Regions from separate parts of the Oryctolagus cuniculus genome. Here region 2 is linked to region 1. Evidence: chromatin contacts called from public Micro-C data. All regions are on one chromosome and are shown on one strand. Each heading gives the region's core, a stretch centred on a gene start, on an enhancer-like site or on the middle of the called end of the contact. The rest is flanking DNA. Distances are from core to core; before and after follow the strand shown.

Evidence for each region. A called contact is a pair of places that touch in the nucleus more often than the background predicts.
Region 2: a Micro-C map of ear pinna shows a contact between it and region 1, with 3 times the contacts expected there. The contact joins two enhancer-like sites. A contact is called at or near these places in 5 of 6 Hi-C or Micro-C datasets (ear pinna, embryonic fibroblasts, liver and 2 more).

What each region holds. Positions count from the first base shown.
Region 1 is chr2:134,314,721-134,318,654 of mOryCun1.1, forward strand. The region is part of intron 1 of PLEK (pleckstrin); the gene reads right to left. All of the region lies in intron 2 of PPP3R1 (protein phosphatase 3 regulatory subunit B, alpha), which reads left to right. Among named protein-coding and RNA genes, the nearest start is that of PPP3R1, 36 kb to the left of the region's middle. Within about 2 kb of position 2,296, at least 3 of the 8 cell types and tissues checked have an H3K27ac peak or open chromatin away from gene starts, as enhancers often do. A contact at or near this core is called in ear pinna, where this site is marked.
Region 2 is chr2:134,477,388-134,481,321 of mOryCun1.1, forward strand. DNAAF10 (dynein axonemal assembly factor 10) reads left to right here. Exons shown (of 8, transcript XM_002709829.5): 7 at 815-912; 8 at 3,918-3,934. Among named protein-coding and RNA genes, the nearest start is that of PNO1, 21 kb to the left of the region's middle. Within about 2 kb of position 2,029, at least 2 of the 8 cell types and tissues checked have an H3K27ac peak or open chromatin away from gene starts, as enhancers often do. A contact at or near this core is called in ear pinna, where this site is marked.

The DNA.
Region 1 (3,934 bases), core at 1,046-3,545:
GATGATTACACCTTGAAATGTAATTAATATGACCACATCAAGAGCTATTTTCAGAAGTTTCATGGCCACAGTTTTATGATTCTTAATTCATATTAGATATGCCCCCAAATAATAGGTTTGATGGATATAATTTTAAGACATTAGGTTCCAGAGCATATGTTTAGCTTGGTAGTTAAGATGCCAATCAGCCCACATTAGAGTGCCTGGGTTTGATGCCTGGCTCTGGCTCCTGTCTCATGTTCCTGCCAAGACAGGCCTTGGAAGGCAGTAGTGATGGCTCAAGTAACAGGGTCCCTGCCACTCTAGTGGGATCCCTGGATTGAGTACCTGCTCCTGGCTTCTGCCCCGGCCCAGCCCTGGCCAGTGAATGGGAGCACATGCACTCTCTCTCTTCCTTCCTATGTCTCTCTGCCTTTTGAATAAATTTTTTTTAAAGATTTATTTATTTATTTGAAAGAGTTATAGAGAGAGGGAGAGGGAGAGGGAGAGGGAGAGGGAGAGGGAGAGGGAGAGGGAGAGGGAGAGGGAGAGGTCTTCCATCCAATGGTTCACTCCCCAATTGGCCACAATGGCTGGAGCTGCACCGATCTGAAGCCAGGAGCCAGGAGCTTCTTCCGGGTCTCCCACGTGGGTGCAGGGGCCCAAGGACTTGGGCCATCTTCTGCTGCTTTCCCAGGCCATAGCAGAGAGCTGAATCTGAAGTGGAGCAGCCGGGTCTTGAACCAATGCCCATATGGGATGCCGGCGCTTCAAGCCAGGGCTTTAACCCACTGCACCACAGCGCCGGCCCCTTACATAAATATTTTAAAACATCAGACTGTCATTCAGGTCCTGGATCTTTTCTGAGCTAGCTCTTGCATGGCTGGGTAGGAGGGAACAGCTTAGCCAAATTTGACAGAGAAGACAACCTAAGCACCAATTTAGGGCTGGTATTATGGGAATTTATCCTCACTCTATAGCAGTAATCCAACATTAAACGATAAATTCCTCCAGATAATTGCATACAGGCTATCTTTCTTAACTTACCTATGGAGTTTAACCTTTCCCTGGAGGTTTTTATGAAATTAAGGCTTTCAAATAAAGCTTGCATTCACTCATGGGGGTAGCATGAGGGGTGATGGAACTCTTCTGTAACCTGGTAATGGCAAGGGTTGCGTGAATCTGAACAAGTAGTAAAGCTCATAGAGCTATACATGCACACGGAGCTAACTTTACTGTTGGTTTACTTAAAAACAAACAAACGTGAAAACACCAGGCAAAGTGGCCCATGAGGCAAGGAATCAAGCTCCAAGGTTAGATTATCTTATAGGTAGCAAGTTAGATACAAGGCGAGTTAGGTACAAAGTGAGTGCAAACAGAAGAGCACCACTGCCAGCAGTGGAGAGCGGGCTCATGTGCTAGAGAACTCTCGACCCTGAAGCCCAAAGCAATAGGGTTTTTAAAGGCAAAAACCACAAAATCGGGAGGAAAATACATGGTTGCTACGATCAGGGGGAACACATGGTTACTGGGGTCAAGCTAACCTAAAGCCTATGTGAAAATAATATCAATTATTATCTTAACATTACCAGTTACTATCTTAATCTTGACATTAATCCAGGTATTGCCCTAAATCATATGCAGGACATGGACAAATTACAATCTTATCATTAACCCAGGTGTAGCCTGTTTTTAAGCTTGAGCAATCATTTTAGGGGGTTTCTATGCTTTGCCAAGTGTGATGCAGGTTGCCAAGTGTGATGCAGGGGACTGCTATTGTCTGAATGCTTTAGATCACAGTTTCAGACCAGAATCTCGTGGTGGGGGCGGGGTGGGGAATGCTTTCTCAAGATGGAGTCTCAGGTGATCCAAAATGGAGTCTCTACTGTCAAAGTGTTACTTCAAGCTAACACAGTATCACGGAATATTCCCAAGGGGCAGACTACTAGAGACACTCCCCAAGGGGTAGCTGCCAGGTGGTCCCCTCCTCTTTCCTTCAGAGGGTCTGTTTTGAGTACTGTGTATATTGCTTTGGCCGTGTAGGGTGCCTTTATCAACTCTGGAGTCAGGGAGCTGAAAACTTGGTATGCTGATGATTGAGAAGGCAGAACGTGGCAAATGTGGAGTGTGAGAAGTAGATACCCAAATCCAAAACAGGGTTAACTCAATTGGGTTAACCTCACTGGATCTGAGGAATCAGAGTCTGCAGGAACATGCAAGATGAAGAGCCCATAGGGGGGCTCACCAGGAGGCAAGTTACAGGAATGAGGAGCCATGGTGAGGACAGGCATATACAGGTGGCTAAGGTTGGCACCCTGAACCTCTGGGAGAGCCAGGTGGACATCTGCTGCCTAGAGGCTCAGCCTCCTGAACCACAGCCCAGTCTATGTTTACCACAGTGTCTGCAAAATCCCTTGGATTAATTACAGGGTGGCTTTGCTTTGGCTACTGTGGTCCTTGGCAGTTCTGCACTGTCTAGAACCTGTGAATCTTTTTGGAGTTTAACTATCTTGGGAGGAAAACTGTCTGAGCAGACTTGAAGGCAGGGGTGGAAGCCACCTGCTGAAGACAATAATGAGCATTTGGCAGGGTGGGTGGGGAAAATGAGACACAGCAGAGGGGAGAGGGCTGGGAAGGAGCCCACTCTCTCCTGCCTGCATCTGGTGCCCCAGGAGCTGCTCTTGAGCAATGCCTCTCTAACGAGTTGGCGTGAACTTGTACTTGTTCCTCCCTCAGGGAAGGAGGGAAGACAGGCTTGAAGCTGCTAAAATGCTTGGAGAATCTCCAAAGAGAAGCTTGACACAAATGCAACACTCTAATGAAAACAGCTTGGGCCTGGCTAAATAGTGACTATTTTAACTAAACAAGCACATGGGAGTCGATGACAATTGTCCTGAAAAAGAAGCAGTACAGCCCTTGTACACAGAATTTGATGCTTTAGAGTCTTGTTGGTATTCACTTCACTGTGGTTTTCTCAGACCTAGGCTGGTATCTATTTAATCCCAGCAGTGCTGAGAACAACCACCTTCAGGGACTGCCTATGGACATAAACACCTTCTTCAGCCTACACCACCTCCAAGAACAATGTTCTTTGCCTTGCAAAAATTATTTGCTGGTTGGGGGGGAATTTGCTTAGCCTTATGGGGAGGGCATCTCTCCAGCCATTGGAATGATCTGGAATGCCTGTGAAAAGGTAGATTCCTAAGCTCACCTAAATCAATGTCCCACAGAGAGTAAGTCCAGAGCATCTGCATGTTATGAAGCACTTTAGGTGATTTTTGTACTAAAATTTAGAAAACACTGCCCTAGAGTTTATTCATCGCAGTCCTTTTTTATGTTCATGTATTCATTCAACAAACATTCTTGTGCCAAGTACTCTGGATGCAGGAAATGGTAATGGGAGTGTAATGAAAAGTAATCAAAATGCCCATTGTCAAATAATGATGACTAAATATGATAAAGGCTATACTAGAAGGGGACAGTGAAATATATGAAAGCATAGAGGAGGAGCCTGTAGGAGTTGGAGGTAGCTTCATCTATGACATCTGAGCTGCCTCTTGGGGAATGAGTAGAATCTAATCAGGACAAGACAGAAAGCATATTTTAGGGGTACACGAGGTACTGCAGGGCACTGGCCTACAAAGTCATGCCATCCACTCTGGAAGCCACGATTCTGTGTGGCTGGAGCACTGGGAAGAGTGGAGGAGGAAACAGGCACGGGCTGGGGCCAGACTATGAAAAGCTTTGTACACACACACAGCGTAGGCTTAGCTCTGCAGAAAGTGGGAACTAGAGGAATTTTTTAAGCACAGAGAGACAGAAGGATATTTGTGTTACAGAGAAATCTTCCTGGTGGCAGTTTGGAGGCAGGGAGATGGGTACAGAAGCTTCTGCGATGGTGAGAGGGAGGGGGCTGTATTGAGGTAAACGAGAAGTCTCTGTGGTGAAGTCCGTG
Region 2 (3,934 bases), core at 779-3,278, 160 kb after region 1:
CTGGGAATGTTGTATGTTCTCCACGCAGTTCTGCCGTGAAACTAAAGACTTGCAGGAATTAAAATTCAGATAGGCATTTGGCGCAGTGATTAAGATGCCTGCATCCCATATTGGAGTACCAGGATTTTTATCCCAGACCCTCTTCCCCCATTCTGATCCGTTTTCCTGCTGACGTCAACCCTGGGAAGCAGCAGGTGGTGGCTCCAGTACTTGGGTCCCTTCTACCTACGTGGGAGAACCAGGCTGATTTCCAGGCTCCTGGCTTTGGCCTGGTCCAGCCCAGGCTCTTGGAGGCATTTGGGGAGTGAACCAGTGTTTAGGTCTGTTTTCCCTCTCTTTGTCTGTCTCTTTATCTGTCTCTTCCTGCCCCCTCCCCACCATCTGCCTTTCAAAAAAATGAAGATAAATATAAAAGTTTAAAAGATCCAGTCTTCATTTTTTCCTTAAGAAATTTTTGTAGTTTGAGTATTTTTTCCCTCAATCTGAGCTGGAGATATTTAAAGGTATAAAATCTACCTTCATAATTTATATGGTACTGTAAACTTCAATGGACTTTTATCTTTCTTTTGTTTTAATCAAGCAGCACTTTGTTTCGTAAAGCAATAAAGAAAAATGGTGCTCTTTCTAGTTTCTGATGGGCCCCTATAAATCTGTGTAGCCATTATAAAGAGACTACCCAGAAAAAAAAAAAAAAAAGGCTTACTTATTTCTATAGCAGCCAAAGGTGTAGTAGTAAAAATGCTTTATTCCCAGGGCCTCTCTTTGAAGGCACCATTCAGCATATAAACCAATGTGTCCCTCTCATCCTGTTTAGGCCCACAAGTCTACGGTGTGGCAGGTCCGACACCTGCCGCAGAACAGGGAGCTCTTCCTGACGGCCGGGGGCGCGGGCAGCCTTCACCTCTGGAAATAGTGAGTGTCTGCCTGGGGCCTTGCTCCCTTTGCGGTTCCTTGTGGGTGTGAAGTGGGATTCGATTGAACCTTTTTGTCTTGTTTCCTCCTGTGCCTTGCTTCGTTTTGGTATGATTTTAAATTCCATGATGTTACATAACTATTGTTTTGTAAGCTTTTTTTTCCCTTTACTCAGTCTTTATTTCACACTTAGTAAATATTCACCTTCTTTTGACACACCAAATATATTTGTCATTACTTTGTGTCTTTATTGCAGAACAAGAAGCAGTTCTTTTCATAGATTTTGAAATCATAATTTTTGAGAATGTGACAAATCTGAACAAAGACTTTTGTCAAATATTGTCTTCTAGTTATTAGAGCGTTACCCTAAGAAGATAGGCAAGGGATGGGAACACTTAGCTTACAATCCTGATCATTCCCCTGGCTAAATGCAGGTAACATCATTGTCATAGAAGCAAAGCATCTCCAGGACCAACCTCTCACAGGGTTTGCTTTCTGCTTCAGGGCTGTTCCCATACCCTGTGCCCTGAATACTGAGGGCCCTCACGTGGTAGGTACTAGGTCAGCTGCTAGTTTTAAAGACTTAATAAAAATTGGAACGTGAATGGTATTTCTGAATACTTTTATTAATGAAACAATATATAGTTGGAAGGGGGAAAAAAACTGAAATCTTTCTCTAAAATCACTCAGGAAAAACAAACACAGAAGCCGATAAACGAAGGAGTTTTCAAAAATAACGTTTGGCTAATGATGTAAGAAGAAAGCTACCAGCCTTACTATATCTGGGGTTTTTACATTTACAGAATCCTTCTCTATCTGTTAGCTCCTTTTGAAGCTAGGAGAGGTTCTGAAACACTCTCGGAAAGACCTTGTTAAAGTATGTAGGGATCCAACCGACTCAAAACACTGGGAGTGCCTGCTTTAGATCAGAATGAGGAGGTTTCCGTGGGCAAGAAAGGAAGGAGAAGTGTTCGGAGACTGGGCCAGGCACGCAGGCCGTGTGTGAATTCCCCTTTTCCAGGCGCTTTGCCCCCGAGCTTCCCTAATGAGTCCATGCTTCCCCCGCCCCTGCCAGGCTCCGCCAGTGCCTCTAGGTGACCCGTGCAGCGTGCAGCGGCATGCCACTGCTTTACAGTCTCCAGGCTGAGTACTTGAAGAACAGGTTCCAGTTTGCTTTGTAACCCACACAGGAACACATTTTCAAGCAGAATAATGAATTTTGTGATCTCAGTAAAGCTGGCTCTGTGTGAAATTAGAAATGAGACATTTATCTCAACGTGAACTTTAGTCCTTCCTGTGATGAATGGCTAGTCTAATCTTCACATTGGTTTGGAGCTTTGCTGACAAGGGTTGGGCCAGTAAAGAGAATTGGTTTAAGAAAAAAATACTTAGCTTTGTTTCCATATACTGGTCTGCCTTGGTGCTTATACAATTAAATTATAAATATTTATTAAGCACTTTTTTTAAAAAAATTTATTTTATTTTTTGAAAGTCAGAGTTACAGAGTCAGAGAGAGGGAGAGAGAGAGAGAGATCCTCTGGTTCACTCTCCAAATGGCCACAATGGCCAGAGCTGGCCCAGACCGACCCAAGCCAGGAATCAGAAACTTCTTCCGGGTCTCCCATGTAGGTGCAGGGGCCCAAGCACTTGGACCACCCTCTGCTGCTTTCCCAGTCCATTAGCTGGGACCTGGATTGGAAGTAGAACAGCCGAGACTCGAACTAGCACCTATATGGGATGTCCACGTTGCTGGGGTCAGCTTTACCGCTACGCCACAGCACTGCCCCCTCTATTGAGGGCTTTAAGAATTCCTAGAAGAGCTCATCTAGTTATTCAGCATTTGTTTCTTTGAATGATCCCCAATATGCTGATTCTTTTGAGTATTTGAAACACAGATGCACACACACACACACATACCTTTAAGCTAATAGAAAACAGAGATTTTTAAAAAGTCTTTATGTTATCTTTTAAAGACTAAATAGCTACAGGCTTTACCAGGAGGTATCCGAAAAACATCTGTAGGTAGACTATTTATTCTTTCAATCAAAATAATTTGCAGGCTCTAAGAGGGCAAGATTATCTAATACTAAGTTATCTGCCTATTGCTTCTCTTACCATTTTTGCTCTCCTTGCTTGCTTTGTGCCTCTTAAACTCTTGTCCTTTACGAGCATTTTGGTGTGAAGGAGGTGTCATAATGGATGCGTAGGAGCTTGGAAAGGCCTTCTGAGGAGGGGTCCCTCCATATCCCACCAGCTCCTTCTGTATCCCACACCTCTTAAAAAGAGGGCTGTTTTTTCTGTCTCCCCTCTCAGATTGGTCAGACCAGGTCATGTCAATGAGTTGTTACATTTCAGCTCTTCTTACTTTATACATTTATATCTTCAGCTGAAAAAAATAAGCCAATGTTCTCAGAATCGTTTGTTCCTTCTTTGAAGCAATGATGTTTAAAAAGTCTAAAATCTACACCGAGCAGCAGCTTCCCACATAAATGGTACACAGAAGGTCCTCAGGTTTGGATCTGTAAGGTGGAGCTCCACTGTCAGTTTCCATTCTGATAGATGAGGTTCCGTGGATGTTACCACAGCTTTCGTTTTGCATATATTGTTTGCCTGTGCTGAATAGCAATCCAAATTTAGAGAAGAATTACAATGAAAGGTTATTAACAGCACCAGGTACATTTGTTAAAGAATGCTAGATCAACCTCACATTCTTTAATATTTTCATATTAAAAAGAGAAAATGCAGGAAATACAGGTGTATGTTGAATAAAAGCAATATCTAGAGGATTTTAGTAAAACTAACCCTTCTTTGTGAGATGTTTTGGGGCTTGGGTTGAGGATGGAATAGTGTCTTTTTATTTGCATACAACTCAACAGTATAAAGATTCTTTATTAGTTACAGTAACCAACTTAGGAATCAAAATAGTGTCATTGAAGTGTATGTGTCAAACTGGAATGGTGAATGCGAGGATTGATCTCTCCTGACCGCTTCAATCTTGTTTTCAGCGAATACCCTGTTCGAC